Regions from separate parts of the Sus scrofa genome. Here region 1 is linked to region 2. Evidence: chromatin contacts called from public targeted proximity ligation data. All regions are on one chromosome and are shown on one strand. The core of a region is the stretch at or near the end of the contact, and the rest is flanking DNA. Distances in the headings are between cores, read along the strand shown. Region 1 overlaps ARHGAP25 (rho GTPase-activating protein 25). Region 2 has its middle 14 kb from the start of GKN3.

The links.
Region 1: a contact with region 2 is called in a targeted proximity ligation map of alveolar macrophages. A contact is called at or near these places in 3 of 47 Hi-C or Micro-C datasets (alveolar macrophages, fetal skeletal muscle and retroperitoneal adipose tissue) and 2 of 2 datasets of targeted methods (alveolar macrophages and skeletal muscle).

Annotation. Positions count from the first base shown.
Region 1 is chr3:73,608,035-73,615,033 of Sscrofa11.1, reverse strand. All of the region lies in intron 1 of ARHGAP25 (rho GTPase-activating protein 25), which reads left to right. Among named protein-coding and RNA genes, the nearest start is that of ARHGAP25, 38 kb to the left of the region's middle.
Region 2 is chr3:73,478,318-73,485,324 of Sscrofa11.1, reverse strand. No RefSeq gene overlaps it. Among named protein-coding and RNA genes, the nearest start is that of GKN3, 14 kb to the right of the region's middle.

The DNA of each region.
Region 1 (6,999 bases), core at 1,959-4,458, 130 kb before region 2:
ATGAAGCTGTCACCCTGGTGGGTGGCTGCATCCATCTACCCAGTGTCTCCATCTGCACCTCGAGGACGGCAGGGGTGTGAGATGGGCCAGCACTGGCCCTGGATCTTTGCTTGGCACAGTATGAGAGCCTCTTTCCTTTCACTCTCCTTCAAGGCAACAGCCCCTGCTCCATCACCAAACTCTCAGGGATTGTGGATTTTCTTGCTGAGCTGCTTTTCTCCCATACCTAGTAAACCTAGTGCAAGTGTCCTGTAGAGTCTGGAGGAGAACAGTAACCCTTGTTCTGCATCTAAGGGCCTCCAGTTAAAAATGTCTCCCTCAATGCTAGTCTCCTCTGGACTCAGCCTTTTCTGTGATTTCTTTGACTCAGTCTATTTTGTTACTTTGCAGATCAGAGATTCTCATGCCCTGACTTTCATTTGCACCTCCTCTTTCCCCCGTAACCTCTTTCTGAACCTGCCACCGAACACAAGTCTGTGCACCCAATGCACAGTGAGGCCAAGCAATACCAAAGTGTTGGAGTTTGGAGCAGAGAAAGGTTTATTGCAGGGACATGCAAGGAGATGAGTGGCTCATGCCTGAAAAAGCCTGAGCTCTTTGAAGGCTTTCAGCAAAGCCCTCTTAAAGGCAAGGTGAGGGAGGGGCGTGGTTAGTTATTGCCTATTTCGTGGTGTCAGATCCTTTGTTCTTGTATCTGTCCGCAGTGAGGGTCAGGTCACACTCAGGTCATGATGTTCTTGTTTTTCTGTGGTCAGGTCAGGACAGGCTCTCCTGTATATTTCAAGCTACAGTAAATATTCCTTTACCAAAGGTGCAGAGCAGGACTAAGCACAGGCAACAGAGCACAAAGGTTAGAGTAAGGTTAAAATAACAGCAACAGATCGAATATGAAGTCAGATTTGTTCTTCCCTATTACAAATGCACAGGCTTCACCGGTCAAAAACCTAGAACTCTGGGGAAGTTGAAATCTCTCAGCCCACCCTCATATTTCGTCACACCCAGTACAGGACTGTTCCAACCGCACCATGTTCTTTGCTTTCTGCTCAGCTCTATGGATGGGTCTCCCATGCCTATGAGCCACTGGGGCAGGGTTGCATCTGCTTGATCGTATGTCCCAGATCCAGTCACTGTTCCCAGTGTGTGTCAAGTGCTTGACCAATGTGTGTCCAGTGAATGGATGAAGAAGGCTCCCTCACCTGAGCCACTCCAAACTCAGACCTCATATATGCCTCTGTTTGGCCAGCTGTGGAGGGCTGGTGATCTGCCTCATCCCTGCCTCTCCTACACTCTCCTTTTCCACTGCCACTCTTTTAATTCAGGCCTCTTGATTCACACCTGGAACATTGTACCCTCTCCAGCTACTCCTCCCTTTTTCCTTTCCTCCCTCTCTCTCCCTCCTTTCATCTCCTCTTTCTTTACTCTCAGTTGGCATGAAATTGAATCCATACTATGATATTAGTGCTAATGATAATAGCCTCCATTTAATACCTATATTTTAAGAAGTGGACACTGGCTGGAGCCTGTCCATTTATCATTATTAATCCATATGGACTGGCCAGCCCATGAGATACATATTATTATCATAATTTCTCAGAGGAGGAACCTGACCCTCAGAGATAGAACCTGATCCACCCAAGGCTGCCTGTGTGCCTTCTGCTCCCTCACCCTGCCTTCTCTTTGTCGGCGCTGTGTCAGGTGCTACGGATGTAGGGATGAACAAAGCTAAGCAGGAAGGCAGAGCCCTTGTCTTCTTAGACTTCAAGTGGAGAGAGAAGTAGAGTCAGAAAAGAACCAGGAGGGATGAGAAGTGCTTTGAAGGACATGTGTCCCTAGTTAAGTGGGAACAGAGCCCAGGGAGTGACTCAGTCTGGCTGGGCTGAGAAGACTTCTTATAGGAGGTGTGACCTGAAGTTGAGTCTTAAAGGATGAACAAGAACTTTCCAAGAGGTTGAGCTGGGGGTTGGGCGGGGATGAATGGGGGATAGTATTCCAGTAAAGGGAACAGCATATTGTCATGGATGAAGTGCAGGATGGGTAGGGAGGAAAAACAGGAAATGCAGTAGGAAAATCGTAAAGGATTCTGAACCCCACGGTAGGGGGTTTAGCCTTCATCTTTTAGGATGAAGATGTTGGAGGGTCCTCAAAGGCTTTGAGGTTGAAGAGTAACATGATCGGATTTGTGTTTCAAAAAGGACCATGTCATGGGGTTCCCGTCGTGGCGCAGTGATTAATGAATCTGACTAGGAACTATGAGGTTGTGGGTTCGATCCCTGGCCTTGCTCAGCGGGTTAAGGATCCGGTGTTGCTGTGAGCTGTGGTGTAGGTCGCAGACGCGGCTCAGATCCCGCATTGCTGTGGCTCTGGCTCAGGCTGGCAGCTGTAGCTCTGATTTGATCCCTAGCCTGGGAACCTCCATATGCCATGAGTGTGGCCCTAGAAAAACACAAAAAGACAAAAAAAAAGAAAGGACCATGTTATAAACAATGTCATCACTGGACTGGAGGTGGAACTAGTAGGAGGGAGACAGGTCAGGGAATTATTGCAGAAATCCAGGGAGAGGATAGGTGAACCCCAAATCAGGTGGGGGTAGAGAGGAGGGATTAGAGAGAAAGAGAGCTATTGATTGTGATGAATGTTGATTGGCTGGGAAGATGTCATTCATAACAAACTATAGAAAAGCAGGCTTGGGTGTGTTTGTGGCACAAGGCAGAGAGGTAGGGAGACAGAGGGGGTAAGTTCAACTAGCAACACGTGACCTTAAGAAGCCCAAGGAGGTACTTGTAGGCAGTTGGATAGATGAGTCTACAGCCCCAGAGAGGGTTTCTTGGAGGACACGGTGTAAATTCTATTCCTTTTTCAGATTTATTTAAACAAATGCGCTACTCAGAGAGACATATCGAGAAAATACCTTCAGTAGTCTCCAGCCCTGACTGAACTATGATCATCTCACCCACACATTCAGAGCCTCCCAGACAGACTCTAAACAGATTCAGAGTCGAGAGCAGATGGAAGAAATATCTCAGAAGTAGACTTCAGAACATTTTGTGATTGATTATTTGGGGGTGCCGAGGGTCAGAAAATGAGAAGATGAAGAAAGTAAGTGATAATGCCTCCCAAGCTGACTTCACTGTTTCTACATCCTCTTTTGGTTTTCTCTGCTCTAACTTGTGGCAAAAAGCAGCAGAAACAGTACTCCTGCGAATATGGCACTTCCTCCACATCTCCTTTTTTTTTTTTTTTTTTTTAACAGTGCCCTCTCTCACTTGCCACTACAGTGTAGCCAGCACTGTTTAATGACATAACTGTCTCTATTTGATCACGGACCTTTCTTGCTTCGCTACCTGAGGTGGCTCCCTATTCCCTCTCAGATCAAGGTTGAACTTCTCACTCTGCCACCTGAAGCCATCTCCTCTCTGGACCCTCCAGCTTGATTCCTCTGATGAAAGACCACCCCACCTTTATGCCCATTTTGTCTCACACTTTGTAATGGTAATGCTCAGCTTCCTGAAAGTGCTGTCCAATAGAAATTTCTGTGAAAATGGAAATATTCTCTCTCTCTGGGTTGTCTATTACTGTAGCCATGAGCCACATGGGCTAGTGAGCCCTTGAGAGGTGGCTGGTGTGACCGAGGCACTGAATTTAATTTAATTCATTTTCATGCACACAGGCAGTCACAGCAAGCACTGGACAATGCAGGGGGCTTGTTCTTCCTCTGTCTATGAGATTAAGGCTGGGTTCCCCCCTTCCCCAGAGTGTTCTCTAAATGTTAAATGCCTGCCTTCTGACTACCCACCTTGTCTGGCTGGTCTGCCCACGCGGCCCTCCTCTCCAGCCCAGCTCCTCCCCAAAGGGCTGGAAGCGTGCGCTCCACGTGTGATGACTGGCTCGCAAGAAAGCTCATGGTTATGATTTTCATTATGAAAAATCAGCCCTATAAATAGTGACAGATTTCTTTGTTTACTTTATCCGGGGACAAGTCCCACCCGCAGAGAAGAGTGACCTTTCAAAGGAACTAATCAAGAAAGTTAGTCAAAACCAAGTCTGACTCAGGGGCCCACCAGACTTTCTTTCCTGATGTTTGAATCATCTCATAATTGGGTTGGCTGCTGAGCAGTGCTGAGGGCTGGGGTGGGATGGCTCAGATATGGGGCAGGAGGATCCTCTGTTTCATCACTGTCTCAGCAGAGACCCAGCTGTCATTTCCCCAGGGTTCGAGTCTGATTCCAGCACTAAGAGTTGGTACCAAGCCTTCCCTCAGGCAGCATGCCTGTAATCACATCGTGTACGGTGGATGTGTGGGTGAATGGTACCACCTCAGAAATGTAAAAGATGATTAGCTCAGACCTTGATCACATGCGTGCAGACAAAGTGGTTGCTCACTTGTCACAAGGACATCGACTCCTCTTGGCCAAGTCTGCGAACATAAGATTGTCATCCACTCCTGCCTTTGCCATGCCATTCTGCAATGCACAGATGCTCCTAGGGGCCGGTCTTGGGTTTTGCATGTTTGTTTTTGTTGTTGTTTTTGCCACTACAGAGCATAACATTTTCCCATAGCTAATCGCAGACTAAAATCCCAGCAGCTGAGTTCTTCTGTGCTGAATTAATTCTCTTCAGTCTATACTGGCTTTTTTGCTCCTGCTCCCCTGGCCTGATTTCTTCAAGGCTGTTGGAGCCCTTCAGTTTCTCCTATTTCCCAGAGTAATCCGAACGACTGCTGTGGGACTCTGGGGGTAGGCTGAGTGTGGGGGGATGCTGAGTCCTCAGAGCTATCAGCTGGCACCCATCTGCTTTTCTTTTTTCCTGGGCTGGCTGCCTTTGGTGGCCTCACCCTAGAAGCCATGGGAAGGCTCCTCATCATGCACTTGCCAGGAGGGGAGCCCTCCTTCCCAAGTCTGTTGTTGCTTCAGCTGGTGGTCACAGAAGTCACACTGGGCTGAGCCACACAAAGGCTACTGAGATGGGGGTGGGGAACAGAGAATCCCCGTGCATCTCCTAGAATCCTTCAGTCTTCCATCTGCTTCCTAAATTCTGCATGTGAACTATTCTTTTCATCTCTGCCTACTCTCTGCCCTCTTTCAAGTACAGAGACTAGTCTTCCGATGTTACAGTCTCTGACCTAGAGAGACATAGAGTTGTGTATAGTTCTTCAGATTCCCTCCTCCCCACTGTATTCCTGCCCAAATCCTCTTCTGGTTTCTTTGGATCATTTAAACAGCCTTAGAGTAAGTGATCAGTTCCAGAGTGGCTGTTTTGAGTTATAGATGGAAGGCCTTGAAGATAGCAGTGAACTGAGATGCAAGACCAAAGATAAAATTCTTAACTGATGTGCCATGACACAGCGGTATAAAGCAATCTTTCTGCTAGCATGCTGCTAAATAGTCATCAAGATGTCAAGTTCCTTTTTACTGTAAAGGAGTATGTGCACTGTTATGATGTCTGTCCAATAGGAGGTTGGATCAAGTGTGTCTTGTACCCTGGTATACAAGGCAGTATGACTTCTCTAGTCCCTGGTAGGAGGCGAGGGGTGACCACAAGCTAGCATCTGGGAATGAGGGTATATAACAGACCCCTTGGGAGGGTCAAGGGAGCCCCGTTAGAGCAGATTCCACTTTAGACAGCAATGCAGGATGAAACATATAAATTGGGTGATAACTCTGGATACAATTAGAGTCAGTGGAAGACAGACTCTGTACAGCTGTATAAAATTCTAGTATCTGAAAGCATGCCATGAGTATACATAAAAGTTGAAGGAGTTCCCTCTGTGGTGCAGTAGGTTAGGAAGCCAAATGCAGTGGCTCGAGTTGGTGTGGAGGCACAGGTTTGATCCCTGGCCGGGTGCAGTGGGTTAAGGATGTGGCATTGCCACAGCTGTAGTGCAGGTCGCAGCTGCACTTTGGATTCCAACTTATGGAAGCCTAGGAACTTCCATTTGTTGTGGGTGTGGCCAAAAATATATAAACGTTGAAAAATGCAGTCCTAGAAGAAGATAGAAAGAAAGGAATCAAAAGCAATGGGAGAAGTTGTTGATTCAATGTATTAAAGAGAGGAACGAAGGGGGAGAGAAAGCTCGATGATGGAGCAGCATTTTGAAATGAAGAGAGAAGTTTAGGGGGTTCTCAAAGATGAACTCCATCATCTTCACAGTAGGAAGCAGAGTCATCTGTTGATAAAAATAATAAATTAACATTTGCTCACCTTGGACCTGGGGCTGTGCTAAGTGGTTTATATAGACTAACTTGTTTAATGTCCACAGCCATTCCATAGAATAGGGGCTATGATAATCCCAGTTTAACAAGCGAAGAAACTGGGGCTCAGAGAAGTTGCATGATGTACTCAGGGTCAAAGAGCCAAGAAAAGAACTGGTCTCGGTCAGGTGGCCTGAGATAGGGAAAGAGCGGAGTTAGCTTGGTTCAACTGAGTTGTGGGGACAGATAAAAAGCTGGATAAAGGGATTATAAAATGGAGACTTCCTCCAGCCACGAGGAGACACAGAGCTCTGATGCAGTTTTAAGGACACAGTTGAACTGGCTGGGAAAGGAGGAAGGGGAGGCCCACAGTGCATGTTGAACCACAGGGGACCAGACCACAGGCAGGCTGAGCCATGGCTATGGAGGGGAGGAAAGGAAGAAGTTATCCTGGGAGGGAGTTACCATGGAGACAGGCTGCAGACCCCCAGACCTAATCCAATGGCAGGCAGAGCTCCTGTGTGAAAACAAAAGCCAACTAACTACACTATGCAGTGGGGTGGGGGGGTCTGGATTCAAATTCTGCTTCTGTGTCCTGTTGGCAGATTCATATTCCTTTTAAATGCTTGAGTGCTGTCAGCCAAGTGGGAGGGACAACCCGACTTTGTAGGAAAGCAGTTACAGGAGGCCCTGGGTCCAGCAGACAGGGCTGTAAACATTCAGTGGGCAGGGGACAGACAGCACTTGATGACACTGGGCGGGAAGATTCAGGAGTGTCCGCATCCTGCTCGCTGGCCCTGTGGAGGGGCTG
Region 2 (7,007 bases), core at 3,750-6,249:
GCCAAATACTTAGCCCAGTGATAAAAGCCAGGATCAAATCTACATCCTTACACACACTATATCAGGTTCTTAACCCACTGAGCCACAACTGCAACTCCTGAACAAATTTTTTAAAGTCCAACAAAATTTAGCCATAGCCGAAGTGATTGATAAATTGATTGCATCTGCATTTAAAAAACTGTGTTCAATAAAAGAAAATAAATAAGGCTAAATAAGTGAAACTCTGAGAGAAGAATTTTGGAATAGATGAGTAGTATACAAAGAAACTCCTATAAATTTATTTTTAAATGACTCAGTAGAAAAGAAGTAAAGTATAAAAATAGGCAAGTCACAAAATAAAAGCAAGTGGTCATTATACTTATGAAAATACATAAATATTCAGTTAATAATAGAGAAATGCAAAGTAAAAAATTATCATGTCATTTTCACCAATTTGGCTGGCAAAAATTGCAAACATTTTTCTAAAACTGTCAGAGTGTAGGAAAAGTACACTCATTTTCTGCTGGTGAATAGTGTAATTATTCAATAAACTGTTATATCTCTACTGAGCACAAACAGAAAAAGGTAAAGGAGATCTCAGGGCATGACAATACAATCTCTGGACATGTTGAATGAAAATCACATTGAAACAAACTACATACAGTACAATACTATTTATGTGAACCATAGAAACACTATTGATTTTCTATGGATGTCCGTGGGCACGTGGGGTATGTGCAGGCAGGCACGCACAGACAAAAACTCCCATCAGGAGTTTACCCAAAAGAACATGATGGTTACTGTAGGAGAGGAGATGGGGATTGAGATCCTGGGCAAAAAGGACTTTAGCCTTAACTTTCAGGTTTTAATAGGATGCATTACTTGTGTAACTAGAGACTTATTCAAAGAAGACACCAATTAATGGGACAGGGGGTATTTTCCAAAGATGGTTGCAACATGTCCAATCCCTCCTGCTCTTGGCAATGTGACCTTGCCACCCACACCCTCATCAGCTTTCAAATATCAGAGCTGGCATCCAAAGCCAGATAGTCTAGATAACATCCCAGCCAAGTCTGTGAATACTATCCAACACTGATCTGACGAATTAACCCACAACAGTCCAGCAATGTACTGCTGCTAAAACCCCATTTTACAGAAGAGAAGCTGAGGCTCATACAAGAATTATAACTAGCAGGGAACTAGAAAGAAAGAAAGAGAAAAGAGAGAAAGGGAGGGAGGGAGGAAGAGAGAAACAAAGAAATCTTTTGGGAAAATAGTCAATCGTCTCATCATAATCAAGGAAATAAAACTAAAACAAAGATAAGATGTGATGCCATACTAAAATCATTAAACTTAAAAAAATAGTATTTATTGCCATAAAATGTATACCCTAGTACATTGGGGGGAAGGTGCAAATGAACAGGATACTTTGGAAAGCAATTTGGCAGTGTGTATCCTGAATCAGAAAGTTTTTCAAACGTTTTGATTTCCATCTACTTCTGGGAGTTTATCTTATAGAAATAATACAAAAGAATAAAAATATTTTCATACCAAGACGGTCATTGCAACTTTATGCATATAATTAGGGGGATAAAATACCTTTTGGATTTTGGATTTGTGTATCTTCCACTTCCCCTTCCTTTTTTTTTTTTTTTTTTTTTTTTGTCTTTTTGCCTTTTCTAGGGCCATTCCCGCTGCATATGGAGGTTCCCAGACTAGGGGTCTAATCGGAGCTGTAGCCACTGGCCTACGCTAGAGCCACAGCAACTTGGGATCCAAGCCACGTCTGCAACCTACACCACAGCTCATGGCAACGCCAGATGGTTAACCCACTGAGCAAGACCAGGGACCGAACCTGCAACCTCATGGTTCCTAGACGGATTCGTTAACCACTGCGCCACTACGGGAACTCCCCCCTCCTTTTTTTTTAAACATTTTTAAATGATTAATCGAAATATATAATTATAAAAAAATTAGGACACCACCCACATTTATTTATGGACTTGTGTTTTTAGCGTCCCATGGGAAATACCCAGAGAGATTATGCAAGAAAAATCATAGTTTTGGGAGAGTGTTGGGGTCAACTTTATTTTCAAGATGGTTAGTAATGTTCTCATCCTGTTTAAAGATTTATTTGTAAAAGGACAAAACTGTTAGAATGCTTGTCTGCCTGCCTGCAGCCTATGGAAGTTCCCAGACTAGAGGTCAAATGGAGCTGCAGCTGCCGGCCTCCACCACAGCCGCAGCAACACAGGATCCAAGCCACGTCTGCGACACACACCATAGCTCAGGGCAACACCAGATCCTTAGCCCACTGAGCAGAGCCAGGGATCAAACCTGCATCCTCATGGATACCAGTTGGGTTCATAACCGGCTGGCTGAACCATAATGGGAGCTCACCAATATCTTTTTCGTAAATCATAGTCTTTTCCTTAAAGAGTCTGGGGCAGAAGACCCTACCCTACAACCTGGTCCAGGATGGGTTTCCTCCTGCTCCCTGGATATGATGACAGTTGGTGGTAAAACACCAGGCCATCCAGGAGCACATGGGGACTGCTCTTGTGTCCAGGGCGGGGAGTCGGGCCTGGAACGTCCAAGGTCCCAGCCCTGCGTGCTTGGCATTCTTCCTCATCCAGGCCTGTCCGCTGGCAGCTGGGGCCCTTGACAGTTGGTTCATCTGCAGTGCAGTTTAAAGCCAAAGACTGCAATTGCATTATTCTCTTATCTAGATTGGGGATTTGCACCTCTCTTGATTTGATGTAGAAAATGGCTCAGAAATCCCCCTTGACAAGCTCTCTCTTTATCAGGAAAGCACTCCGGTCTCACCCACTTAGCAATTCACAGTAAGTGCCTGTATGAGCTGAAATTAGGTAGGTCCCCATCTGCGCTCTCTGTTCAACCCCAAGAGGCAGCGTAGCAAGAACCCAAGCCTGGCCCCCCTCAGCCCCTCTCCTAAAGGCCCAAGGGCCTGGAATGAACCTGGAATGAAGCTCATACAACCCACACCCTTTCAAGAACACCTATTACCGGGAAATAACGTTTCTTCACATTCACTCCTACTGGCCTCCAGTTCATTCTTCACAGAGAATTAGAAAATATTCCTAGTGAATATATAGCACAGGGAAGTATATCCAGTCTCTTGGAAATAGACCATGATGGAAGATAATATGAGAAAAAGAATATATATATATATATATATATAGACATATGTACATATATACATGATTTGGTCACTTTGCTATACAGCAGAAATCAGCACAACATTGTAAATCAACTGTAATTTTTTTAAATGGCAAAACCCCCACAAACTTAAAAAAAAAAAAAGAGAGGCATTCTGGTAGCTTCCCATCACTCAGACAATAGAAAACATCCAGGCCCAGGCTCCACGGCTCACCCCATCTGGCCACTGCCACCTTTCCTACAGAGCGTTGGCGCTTGTCCCAGCTTCTGCTGGGGACACTCTCTCTTCCCTCTTCTAGAGTGACCCCGCATCCTGGTTTGCCTGGCACTTTCCTTTTAACACTGAAGAAACCTCTTTGTCCCCAGCAGACCAGTGGGTCAGGCTGCCTCCCCACCCAACCCCGCTCTCCTACAACTGGCCACACCCATGCTTCGGGAAGGTCATAGCCCCAAAGTCCCTTTTCAGCAAAGACTGACCCCTCCCCCACCACTCCCCTTGCATCTGCACTGGGTCCTCATTGCTCTTCTCTCCAGAGACACTCTTTTTTGGTTGAGGGCCCTTATGGTAATGAGTTACTGCTTCATTCACATCAATTCTTGAGGACATAGATGTTATGCATTGTGTTATGGGCAGGGGATAAAGCAGTAAACAAAGCAGACAGGAGTCCCTAGCTTCAAAGAGCTTACATCCTAGTAGAAGAAATGGCATGATTTTTATAGGCAGACTATATAGTGTGATCTGTGTAACAGAGAAAGAGAAAACAAGGGGGACAGAGAATGTCAGGGGTGGAGTCTGCAGTCTTAGGCAGAGTGTCCAGGGAAGGTCCGATGGAGGTTACATCTTGACCTCAAAAGATGAGGAAGCAGGAGTTCCTGTTGTGCGCTCAGCAGGTTAAGGACTCAGCATTGTTTCCACGAAGATGCAGGTTTGATCTCTGGCCTTGCTCAGTGGGTTAAGGATTTGGAGTTGCTTCAAACTGCAGCATAGGTCACAGATGCAGCTCAGATCAGGTATTGCTGTGGCTGTGGCACAGGCCCCAGCTGCTACTCTGATTCAGCCCCTGGCCCAGGAACTTCCATAATCCACAGGGGCAACCCTAAAAAGAAAAAGAGAGAGAGAAAGAGAGAGGGGGAAAAAAATGAGGAAACAAAAGTAGACTTCTTGTGGTAAAAGTTCCAGACAAATGCAACAGAACATTCAAAGTCCCTGAGCAAAGATAGTAAGAAACCCAAGTGGCTGGAGTTGAGAGGTAAGAGAGAAGCTGCAGAGAGGAAACAGAGGTTGGACCCTGTGGGGCCCAGGAGGTTCCTGAAACTCATGTGGCTTTTACACTGAACAAGATAGAAAGCTACAGCTGAGTTTTGACAAGGGAAAAACATGATCTGCCTTAGAAGTGAAGAGGGATGCTCCGACAAACACTTGTTAGGAGAATTTCAAAGATTCTGGGGTGGGTTAAACAAGGGTAGTAGTTTCAGTGTTGATGAGAAGCTCTTTAATCCTGTGTATATATTGAAGGTAGAGCTAGAAAGGTTTTCTGCTAAACTGAGTATGGTGAGAAGAAAGGAAGAGTCAGGATGGTTCCAATGACATTGACCTTAGCGAGTAGAAGTATGGTGGTTCCATTTGCTGAGACGGGAAAGGCCGTAGGCAGAAGGTTTGTGGGGACAGAACAACTGAAGTGCAGTTAGGAACATGTTGACCTCTAGATGATCAGATATTAATCAAGCAGAATTAGAGTCTGGAGGTCGAGAGAGAGAGAGAGGGAGGGAGAGAGAGAGAGAGTTGGGCTGGACACACACTGGGAAGTTATTAGAGTAGAGACTCTTTAAAACCATACCACTGTGGTTGGAATGACTAAGTGAGCTAAATATACACAGAAAAGAGGAAAGGTCCAAGGACTAAGTCTAGGACTGTCCTCAAAATGTTGGGGAACTGAAAGCGAGAAGGATGGTTGGAAATCATGGAACAAAGCCAGGCCCATGGAGGGGAAATAGGGGGCTCAACCAGGTCAGATCTGCTGGTTTGTTGAGTAAGAGGAGGACTCAGACCTTTGTCTTCGGTTTGTCAAGGTCATTAGGTAATGCCTTTGGGGCTAAGCCTGATGAGAGGGGCTCATGGAAGTAGGCAGAAGCAGCATGGACCTCTTTTTCAAGGCATTTTGTTCTAAAAGGGAGGAGAGAAAAGGACTAGGACTTTTCTCTAGGAGTGGGAGGTGATTGCAAGAGAGTCATTTCTTTCTCTCTCTCTCTTTTTTTTTTTTTTTTTTACAGTTTCTGTCATTTTATTTTGTTTGAATGTGGGAGGTATAACAGAGTGTATTTTTGCTTATAGGAATAGTCCAGAAGAGAAGCAAAAAATGGATGATATAGGGAAGAAACATTTATAAGAGCTAGAGAGACGTGCATAAGTGGGAGTGAAGAACTGCTTTCTGGAACCAACGCAGAGGTGGACTTTAGCTGCTGTGGACAAAGAATGACACCTGCCATTTCAATGGACAAAGGATGATGTGGCTATCAAGCCAGCAGCCACTGCAGCCACTGCAGCCAAACAGTGGTGCACCCTGAGGGGATTCTGGGGTGGAGGAAAACAGGATAGCAGCCCTAGGTAGTTAAGATGCATATCAAAGGAATAATTTCAACAAGCCTAGTCATGGGGGAGGAGTAGATGACAGACAAGTTTATGTACCAAATTCCTATCTCCATAAATGTGAGCGTCTTATCATCAAACAAAGACTGGTTGTTTCTAGCTTACCACTGTATTCCTAGCACCTAAAATGATGTCTAACACCCAGTGGAAACAATAAGTATTTGTTGGATAAATGATCAATTGAATGAATGGATGGGTATGTTCAATGCCATACCATCCACTAGGCAGTCAGCTCTATGAGGTCAAGGACAATGTCTAACTTGTTCATTTCTGTCTGCTCAGTACTATGACAGTGCCTAGTGCATGTAGGTGTTCAAATATATTTGTTAAAATGAAATGAATTGAATCAATTTGAAAGGCAAGAAAAACAAACCCAGTAAACAGAAGCTGGTTACATCATAAAAGATACTGAGCAGGCGTGTAGGACCTATGCACTCTAGCCAGAGGGGAGAGGGGACAAATTAAGATCTGGTATGATTATAATCCAGTCAAATGCCAGGTTCAAGTTCAGGGTGAGCAGATATTACATTTCTAAATCTATCTAAGCTAAAGGAATGGACAGGAGTATGGCAGCATCAGACCAGGCAGGGGCCATTCTGGGAGTAGGTAGAGACCGTGTTGATGCCAGAAGTCAGATGAATGAAGTCTGACCAAACCCCTAGATCAGCATTTGGAACTGGGAGTTGATGACAAAAAAAAGCTAACCCTCTCTCGCATAGACTCCCCAGCTCTGAACCACTCCAAACCAAGCATGTGTATTGCCCACTGGGCTTGCCTCCATGAGAAGAAAAGCCAGTCCAGTCCAGGTGAGCCTGAACTTACTGACAAGTGGTAGAGACCTGACATGGGTACCACGAGCAAGACCTCATTCATTCAGCCTGGGAAGGTCTAGCCCTGGACGTAGTCATGAATTTGACAACCTGTTTCATGAACCCTCAGGATCTTGGCTCTGGCTCCCACGCAAGCCTTCTATCTGCCTTCCTTAGAGTGAGGGTAAGTCTCCTAACACTTCCTCACATCGTCTTTAAAACTACTTGCAGTCAGAATAGATTACAAATTAAACATCTCACTTGCTCTTTGGGGAAATGATGTTGTATTAGCCATCTTTGAGATCTCTGCTGCACCCAGGGCCTGTGCTGTAGAAGGTGCTCAAGGAATGATGCTTCAAGGAGTGAGTGAATTAATGAGTTCACGACTGGAG